2 separate regions of the Rattus norvegicus genome follow, and region 2 is linked to region 1. A link is a contact called in public Hi-C data. All regions are on one chromosome and are shown on one strand. The core of a region is the stretch at or near the end of the contact, and the rest is flanking DNA. Distances in the headings are between cores, read along the strand shown.

Region 1 (4,134 bases), core at 1,449-3,948:
TGTTGGCCCTAACAAATGTAGCAAAGATACATTTAACAAAGTTAGAGTGCCATCTTAACAAAAACTAGGTATTTTCAAATTAAACCTTTGGTGGTGATCTACTATATGCTAGACTTTATTCTTTAATTTGGATGGGAAGAATGTACATGATTAAAAAGCTCTAATTATCAGAAAGATTAATGCAATAAAAAGATAAATTACAACAACTCTCAGTAATTAATAGTCAAAGTATGTAAGTATTAGACACAGAGTGCTAAACCAAAAGTAAGAATAGGTAAATCCCACACTCTCAGTATTAGAGGCTCAGAGGAAAGGGTAAGATGCAGAACTCAAGGCCAATCTTTTCTACAGAGCAAGTTTGAAGCCAGTGTGTCACCAGATTCTGTCTGAAAAAACATACAGGGCTGAGAGGTGTCACAGTGGCTGAAAGCACTTGCTCATTCTTCTAGAGACTGCATTTAGTCCACAGCATACATAGCTCAGAGCTCACAGACTCCTGTAACTCCAGCTCTGGGGAACCCAAGATGCTCTTGTAGCCGACCTGGGCACCAGCCTACTGATACACGCATGCAAGCGTGCACACTTGCACACACAAACACAGGAAGAAATCTTAAAACAAAACACAAGGGTTGGAATTGAAGACAAGTGCTACCATGTCCAGCAAAAAATACTTTCATACTGCTAAAAAAACTAACTTCTCCCAGTAGAAGTTATTCCTGAAGACAGTGAGGACATGTCCTGTTTATCTTTGTATTTTCTTTTTTTCTTTTTTTTGAAATACAGACAATGATTACAACACAAAATACTAAAACTTCTAAAAGAACAATAAAATTGCTGTAGGACAAATTTCAAAAAGTAAAACCAAACCATGTAATTCCTAAGTAGAAACTGAACCACCTGCACAGGTGTGGCTCCATCTCCACAGATTAAAGGTGCGCCCCAGCATGCCTAGCGTGCCCCCTTTCTTTGGTCTGTTTAAGATCTGAAATCAGCTCAGATTGACCTGGAGCTTGCTATGTAGATATGACTGGCCTAAGTTTATTGGAAGCCACCTTACTGGGAATTTTAAACAGATGAAAACTGTCCATTACAGATGCTACTTCATGAAGCCTAACCATAGCCACTCATGGACTTAGTTCCATCCCCACAGAGAAAAACAAAAAATCACTTTGTTAACTGAAAATAACTTTGTTACATTAATAGAAATAAGATTAGTGACACACACACACACACAACAAAAGAAAGAAAGAAAGAAAGAAAGAAAGAAAGAAAGAAAGAAAGAGAGAGAGAGAGAGAAAGAAAATTAGTATTCACAGCCCTTGAGAGAAGCCTGTGTTTGTCTTTAAGAGCAGAAAGGTTCTATTTTCCTATCCTTCAGTAACAATGCTTACCAGAGAACCTGCTGACAGACTTGCTGTAGTACACATTTACTCTTACTTTGAATTAGTCTTCCAACTGATGAATAGGTGCAGCCAATAAAAATCCATGAGGAAATTTTACAAAGTAAAATTCCATTCCAAGGCACAAGGGTGATAGACATCATGTATCTTAAGGATCCAAGTATATATAATACCAGTGTGTTAAATGCCAGCTTAATATGTTCACAAAATGGCTCAATAGGTAATTGTAATGACCTGAGTACAGTTCAAGACTAACATTAGAGAAAACTAACTTCTGCAAGCTGACTTCTGACATCCACAAGTTTACCATGGCATTGTGCACACATCTATTCTGTATGCACATAAATGCTAAAAAGAGAAAAGAGCCAGGCAGAGGTAGAGCAGAGGCAGACAGACCTCTGAGTTTAAGGACAGCCTGGGTCTACAGAGCAACTTCCAGGACAACCAGGGCTACACAGAGAAACCACGTCTCCAAAAACCAAAATGAAGGGAAGAGGAGGAAAAAAAAGAAGGAAAACAAAAAGAAAAGACAAGAAGAAAAGATCTTAATGAAGCAGTGTTAAGAACTCACCATGTTGGGCATTCCCCCACCAGTAACTGCTTTTTTGTCCATTGCAAATGGAGAAAGGTTATTTGGTAAAACAGTCTTTGTCTGAATTTGGAGACCAAGGCCACTTGCTCCAATCTGCTGTCCAGAATTCTGAGTGTATGGTGAACCATAAGGAGTGGGATTGCTCATCATTCCCATCTGCACAAAATTAGAAAACAAAATGTCATTCTCTATATTACTAAGCCTTCACCATGACCATACTTCATGTTCTATATTAGAAAACCATTTTAAATAAAATCCTTTGATTATTCTAAAAACATACTGAAAGACTCAGGAATATAGCTTAGCAGGTAAAGGTGCTTACTGTATGTAAAATTCTATCAACCTGAATTTGATCCCCTATATACCTGTAACCTATGACTCCACAAGGCCCTCTTACACCCGTACTCCTGGTACATGTTCTTAATGCACATACAATCAAAGTAAATACAACCCAAGTTTAAAAACTAAAGCACATTGGGGCTAGGGATTTAGCTCAGTGGTAGAGCGCTTACCTAGGAAGTGCAAGGCCCTGGGTTCGGTCCCCAGCTCCGAAAAAAAGAACCACAATAAAAGTATATGCTTAGCAAATTACATTTCACAAATTAAGGTTAAAAAAAAAAAATCTGAGTAACAGGTAGAGGCTACAGGATCAAAAATTTCAAGGTCACCCTCGACTATAGAACTAGAGCTACATCAAACTTTTTTTTTTTAAGATTTATGTATTTATTATATATAAATACACTGTAGCAGCGGGGCTTGCCTTCCTCTTTCCGCCATCTTGGCGCCTTTGGAAGCCCACTGGGAACAGGACTTCTAAAAAAACAAGTATGTCTGGAAGGCTGTGGTGCAAGGCCATTTTTGCTGGCTACAAGCCAGGCCTCCTGAACCAAAGAGAGTACACGGCTCTTCTTAAAATTGAAGGTGTTTATGCCCGAGATGAAACTGAGTTCTACTTAGGCAAGAGGTGTGTTTATGTGTACAAAGCAAAAAACAATACAGTGACTCCTGGAGGCAAACCAAACAAAACCAGAGTGATCTGGGGAAAAGTAACTCGGGCCCATGGAAAAAGTGGCATGGTTCATGCCAAATTCCGAAGCAACCTTCCTGCAAAGGCCATTGGACACAGAATCCGTGTGATGCTGTACCCATCCCGGATTTAAACTAATGGAGAGTAAATAAATAAAAGTAGATTTGTGCTCTTGAAAATAAATAAATGAACAAACACACACACACACACACACACACACACACACACACACACACACACAGTAGCTGTTCAGACACACAAGAAGAGGGCATCAGATCTCATTACAGATGGTTGTAAGCCACCATGTGGTTGCTGGGATTTGAACTCAGGACCTCTGGAAGAGCAGTCAGTACTCTTAACCATTGAGCCATCTCTCCAGCCCCTATATCAAACTTTTTAAAAAACTATCTTCTTTGTGCTCAGTTTATCTGGAGCCACCCCACTACAAAATGAAGAATGTTAATTTTTTTACACTGGCTTTGTTTGTGTATTCATGTGTGCCCATGCACACACATTGGCACGCACTTAACCATAGTAGTGCATGTAAAGAAGTTAGAAGACTATCTGATCTGAGTCAATGACACCAGGCCTGGCAAGTGTCTTTACCTACCAACACATCTCAAAACAGTCTCTCACTAAACTTGGATCTTCCTGATTAGGCCAAGGAGCCTGGCCATCACCTCTCCACTGTTGAAATTAACATGCCACCAGAGCCAGCTTTTTACTTGGATGCTAGGGACTTATTATTAAGTCCCTGTGCTTTCGTGGCAAGCATTTTACCAAATAATCTTTCTTAACCCCCACCTCAACTGCATATTCATACCAGGCTTGGTTCTGTGAGACCTATAATCCCAGCACAATTACCAGCTCTATGCCAGTCACATTTCCACTCTCATGTGACTGCTAATATTACCTTGTAAAGGAAACATTAAGATCACAATTATGTTCTTTAGTACCACCACTTACACTCTTTTCTTTTACGACATAATCTGCTATGTAACCAAGGCTGCCTTGGAAGTGCAATCCCCCTGCTCAGCCTCCCATGGCTGGATCATAAACATGAACCACCACAACTATGCTTATTTTGTGAGTGTTCTGCCTGGATGTATGTCTGT
Region 2 (4,284 bases), core at 682-3,181, 44 kb before region 1:
CAGGCAAACACTGTACCAGCTTCATCTCCAAGCCTAGTCAAAGACAAAAGATGAGCCCTAAAGAAGTGACACAAAACCCAGGTGTCTGTCTCACACAGTTTATTTAACAATAGGTAATAAGAAATCAAATTTAACAGTCTATACAGTGATCCAAAGTTCATATTTATAAGTAATCAACCTTAATTGCATGATTTACAACAGTTGAGGGTTTTTGCTTTCTATTTTCAAGTTTTACAGAAAGTGTACGTGTGGGGCAGAGTAAGGAAGAAAGCAAGTGAAGAAACCTCAGACATTTGCATGTTAAAATCACCCCACTGGAGTCATTTCTTACCCTCTTTTTTTTTTTCCTTTGTTAGATGTAAAAATAACAAAAAAATTCTCTCAAGAAACAGAAACCACAATATTATAATACATCAATTTGGCAGCTGCCCCTGTATATTATGAAAAAGTCATTTTTTTTCTCTACATGTACAAATTATCTTAATACTTGAAGTTTTACCCTTAGACTTACGGAATAGAAAATTTTCTGGAGCACAAAAGTTGACTTGAGGGGTGGAAAGAGGAGGCTTTTTAATTTTTTTAAATGTTTTTAAAAGAATGAACATCTTTGCACCCAGAGAAAAAAATTGGTATTTTAATATATTTATATATATTTATATATATATATATATAATGTAATTTTACGTAACATTAACCCCTTTTGTCCTCTGGTTTTAGAAATGTTCTTTTTTTTTAAATTCTTTCATAAAGTGAGGAAAATAGGGAAAAATGTCAACCATCTGCACCAGTAAATAATAACTATTAATATTACATATTTTCATTAATTTAAAAAAAATAATAAAACCTATTGGAGGTGCAAGGCAGGAGCATATGGTTGGCTTCAGACCTCAGTTGCCTCCCAGTGCACACTTGAACCACACACACAAGGGGGAAAAAGGGCTGGGGTAACCAGCCATAACAAAAATATATTCTCTGTAATCTATTATCCCTCAGGTTCATCTGGCATGTTTGCTTTAAACCATAAATGGCTACTGCACAGTTCTTACATGTTCCAAGGAAAATGGGTCTTTTAGGCTAAGAAAGATTCAAAAAAATTGTTTTCAGTACAAAAAGTCTTGTTAAGAGAAAATAATCTTTTGCTCCCAAAATACTACAAGGTGTCTCTAGTGTATGTCTAGTGTACTCTGTGAGAGGTTTGAACTCAAGTCTGCACTATCGGCGCTCAGTCCCAGGTCCGTGGCACTTGCACCGTGGAGGTTTGCCATGCCTGGATTGCTAGCGAGCTGTGAAAGCATTGAATTCTGGTCTGGGCTGGCAAAATGCCCTTGTTCCATGGGGTTGGCAGCCTGGGCAGCTACCAGTCCAGGGTGTGGGGAACTGGTCTGTGGAGAAACATGGTGTGGAGAAGGCTGAGGCTGCATCCTCGGAGACGGGCTGGAATGGGGGGGCTGAGACTGTGGTCGAGGAGAAGGGACAGGCTGGGGAGAGCGCACTTGATTGGAGAGAGAATTAGGGATTTGTTGACCTTGTAGGTGTGGGGACTGTGCCTGATTTGGGAGCATATGCTGCTGTGGGCTCATAGGGTTGGGCTGAGCAGGAGACCCCATCTGCTGCTGAAGGAGTCGCTGCTGATAGGCCTGTAGACTGGCTCCCGCCTCAGCCCCCAAAGCCTGGGGAAGCTGACCCATCTGTCCCATATTTCCTTGCTGCATTTGCTGCATGTGATGCTGCATTCGCTGCTGTTGCTGCTGCTGCTGCTGTTGGGGTGGATAGCCAATTCCTTGGGGCTGCTGGAACTGGTTGTGGTTGGCCATTCCAGGGCCAATTCCTGGCCCTGCTCCCTGCTGTTGCATCATCTGACGTCTTAAGATGTCTCTGAACTGTGAAGGCATGGTGTTGTGATTCATGTTCATTTGCTGAGCTTGGGGACTCATCCCTCCCATGGGTGGCTGGAGCTGCTGCTGAGGCTGCTGCTGAGGCAAGCCAGCTCTCTGGACTCCTGCCTGCATAGGATTCATGTTCTGCAAGGCTGGGTTGGAGTGGACACCTTGCTGACCTGGCATGGTCGGTGGCTGCAGCCCTGGCTGTCCCTGGGGCATGCCAGGCTGTCCAGGGAGAGGCTGTGGATTAGAGTTGGCATACTTGGCAGCCCGCTGCTTGATGAATGCAGCCAACAGTTGGGGGTTGGCATGAAGGATACTAAGCACCTGTTGCTGCTGTAAGGGAGAACTGGGAGACCTGAGAGTCCGCAAAAGGTTTTGTAAGGCTTGTTGAGACACAGTGCCTGGCTTGAGAGGGCTCACACCTACTTGGCCCAATCCTGGCTGTGGAGCCATGTTCAAAGGCTGACCATGCTGGGCCACTGACATCATGGCTGGCCTTGGCATCCCTGACTGCATCTGCTGGGGCTGAGGCATTCCTCCTTGGGCCCAAGGTGGCTGCTGCTGCATTCCTGCGGGACCCATTCCTGGATCCAAATGTCCACCAGGACCTCTGGCCATAGGAGGTGGGTTCATACCCATAGGGGCCATAGGTGCCATCTGGTGCTGGATTGGCCTTTGGAAAATTTGTACATGGGCCATCTGGCGCTGTGTCTCTGCTGCCCTCTGAATCTGCATTGCCATCTCTACTGCTGCGGGTGGAGGCCCTGGAAGTGGGGGCTGAGCAGTCTGAGGTGGGGTTGGTGGGGTTACTTGGCCTGCTGCCTTACCCTGGGACACAGGGCCAGCAGTTTGAGTCCTGGGTAAGTAGGGTGTCATGTTGTTGGGAGGAGTGGGCTGCGGTTGAGAGGTGGGTTGGGGCTGGGGTGTCTGTGGGGTGGCTGGCTGTTGGCCAGTTGGGGTAGTTGGAGTAGCAGGAGTTGGGGACGGCAGGCCCTGCTGCTGCCCCGCCACCCCAGTCCGTTGCATGCTGGCCATCCTCCTGCGCAGCATCTGAGCCTGTTGGAGCCGGTGCTGCAGCTGCTGCTGCCGGAGCTTCTGTTTGATGTTGAGGCAGAACGGCACCGGGCACTTGTTCTCCTGGCAGTGCTTGGCATGGTAGCAGCAAAGGGCAATGAGCTGCTTGCAAATGGGGCACCCACCGTTGGTTTTCCGTTTGCAGCCTTTGGTGTGCTGCACCACCCTCTTCATCTTCTGGCAGGAAGGGAGGGAGCAGTTGGCATTGCGGCACTGGCAGGCGTGCACCAGCGACTGGATGCAGCGTTGGATGCTCAGGCGACGAGAGTCTCCTGGGCTCTGTGTGGCTGCGGCTTGCTGGTTGTTGCTCTCGTCATCCAAGCCCAGGCCTAATTTCTCCATTTTGTGGTCATGATTTTTAGTGTTGTAACAGGTGATACACAGGTCATAATCCTGAAGGAGAAAAAAACCAGAAGATGCAGTTGACTCTGCAGGACTGAAACAAAAGCTCCCTTTATAAAACAAAACCAATCTCTTCAGCTGTCACTCCCAACAAGAGGCAGATGTTTGTAACGTGTAATTCGTACAATGGGGACCAGTGTGTCCTGTCGTGTCTCCCCACATGCAACACCTACCTCACACACAGTGCAGTGCCAGCGTGTCTCCACGTGGTGCTTGCACTCATTGCAGGTGTAGACAAAGCGATCTTGACTCTGTGTGTGCAGCTCCACCAGCATGCACATGGTAGACCACTGGGCTCTTCGAAGTGAAGAGAATTCCAGGTGCTTATCCCTTGCAAGGGTGAGGAATGCATCTCTACCATCCATCAGGTCGCAGGGGATGAGAGGGTCAGGATCAACAATGGGAGGCAGGGAGTTGGGAGCAGGACAAGCGATGAGGCGGATTACAAAGAAGACCTGCCAACAGACAAGGCTCACTGTGACTCTGGAACTATAATGCCACTGCAACAGAAAGGCACCAGAGGAGAGGCGCACACAGCAGGAGTGGGTTCAGGGTCAGCTGAAACCCTTCTTCATCCTTGTTCATCTTGAGACTTTAAAGAATTTAAAACTCAAGACCAGATATAGTGAGTGGCTCACACCTTTAATCACAGCACTCAAGAGGCAGAGGTAGGAGTCTGAGGTCAGCCTGGTCTATGAAGAAAGTTCTAGAACAGCCATGGCTGTCTCATAGAGAAACACTAGCTTGAAAAAACAAACAAAACAAAACCCTAAGACTTATATCCTGTTACTTCATTTCAGTAAAACTTCAAAAAACAAGCAAACCTTTCTCAGATTCTACTTTAAAAATGTATGTGCATGTACCTTACATTTTTTTTTGTGCATGAATGTTTTGCTTGCATGAGTCTGTACCGCTTGTGTGCCTC

What was found. Hi-C and Micro-C count contacts between places; a contact is called where the count stands out from the background.
Region 2: a Hi-C map of the Rat2 cell line shows a contact between it and region 1, with 2.1 times the contacts expected there. The contact joins the enhancer-like site here to the promoter of Rps35al1 in region 1. A contact is called at or near these places in 9 of 12 Hi-C or Micro-C datasets (the A7r5 cell line, the Rat2 cell line, frontal cortex and 6 more).

What each region holds. Positions count from the first base shown.
Region 1 is chr7:115,011,841-115,015,974 of GRCr8, reverse strand. It overlaps Rps35al1 (ribosomal protein L35A like 1), which reads left to right and starts at 2,698. Exons shown (of 1, transcript XM_039080288.2): 1 at 2,698-3,214. The coding sequence starts at 2,820. The coding sequence ends at 3,152. Ep300 (E1A binding protein p300) reads right to left here. Exons shown (of 31, transcript XM_063264683.1): 3 at 1,972-2,148; 4 at 1-8.
Region 2 is chr7:115,054,453-115,058,736 of GRCr8, reverse strand. Ep300 (E1A binding protein p300) reads right to left here. Exons shown (of 31, transcript XM_063264683.1): 30 at 3,533-3,814; 31 at 85-3,350. The coding sequence ends at 1,164. Among named protein-coding and RNA genes, the nearest start is that of L3mbtl2, 9.9 kb to the left of the region's middle. Within about 2 kb of position 1,931, at least 18 of the 93 cell types and tissues checked have an H3K27ac peak or open chromatin away from gene starts, as enhancers often do.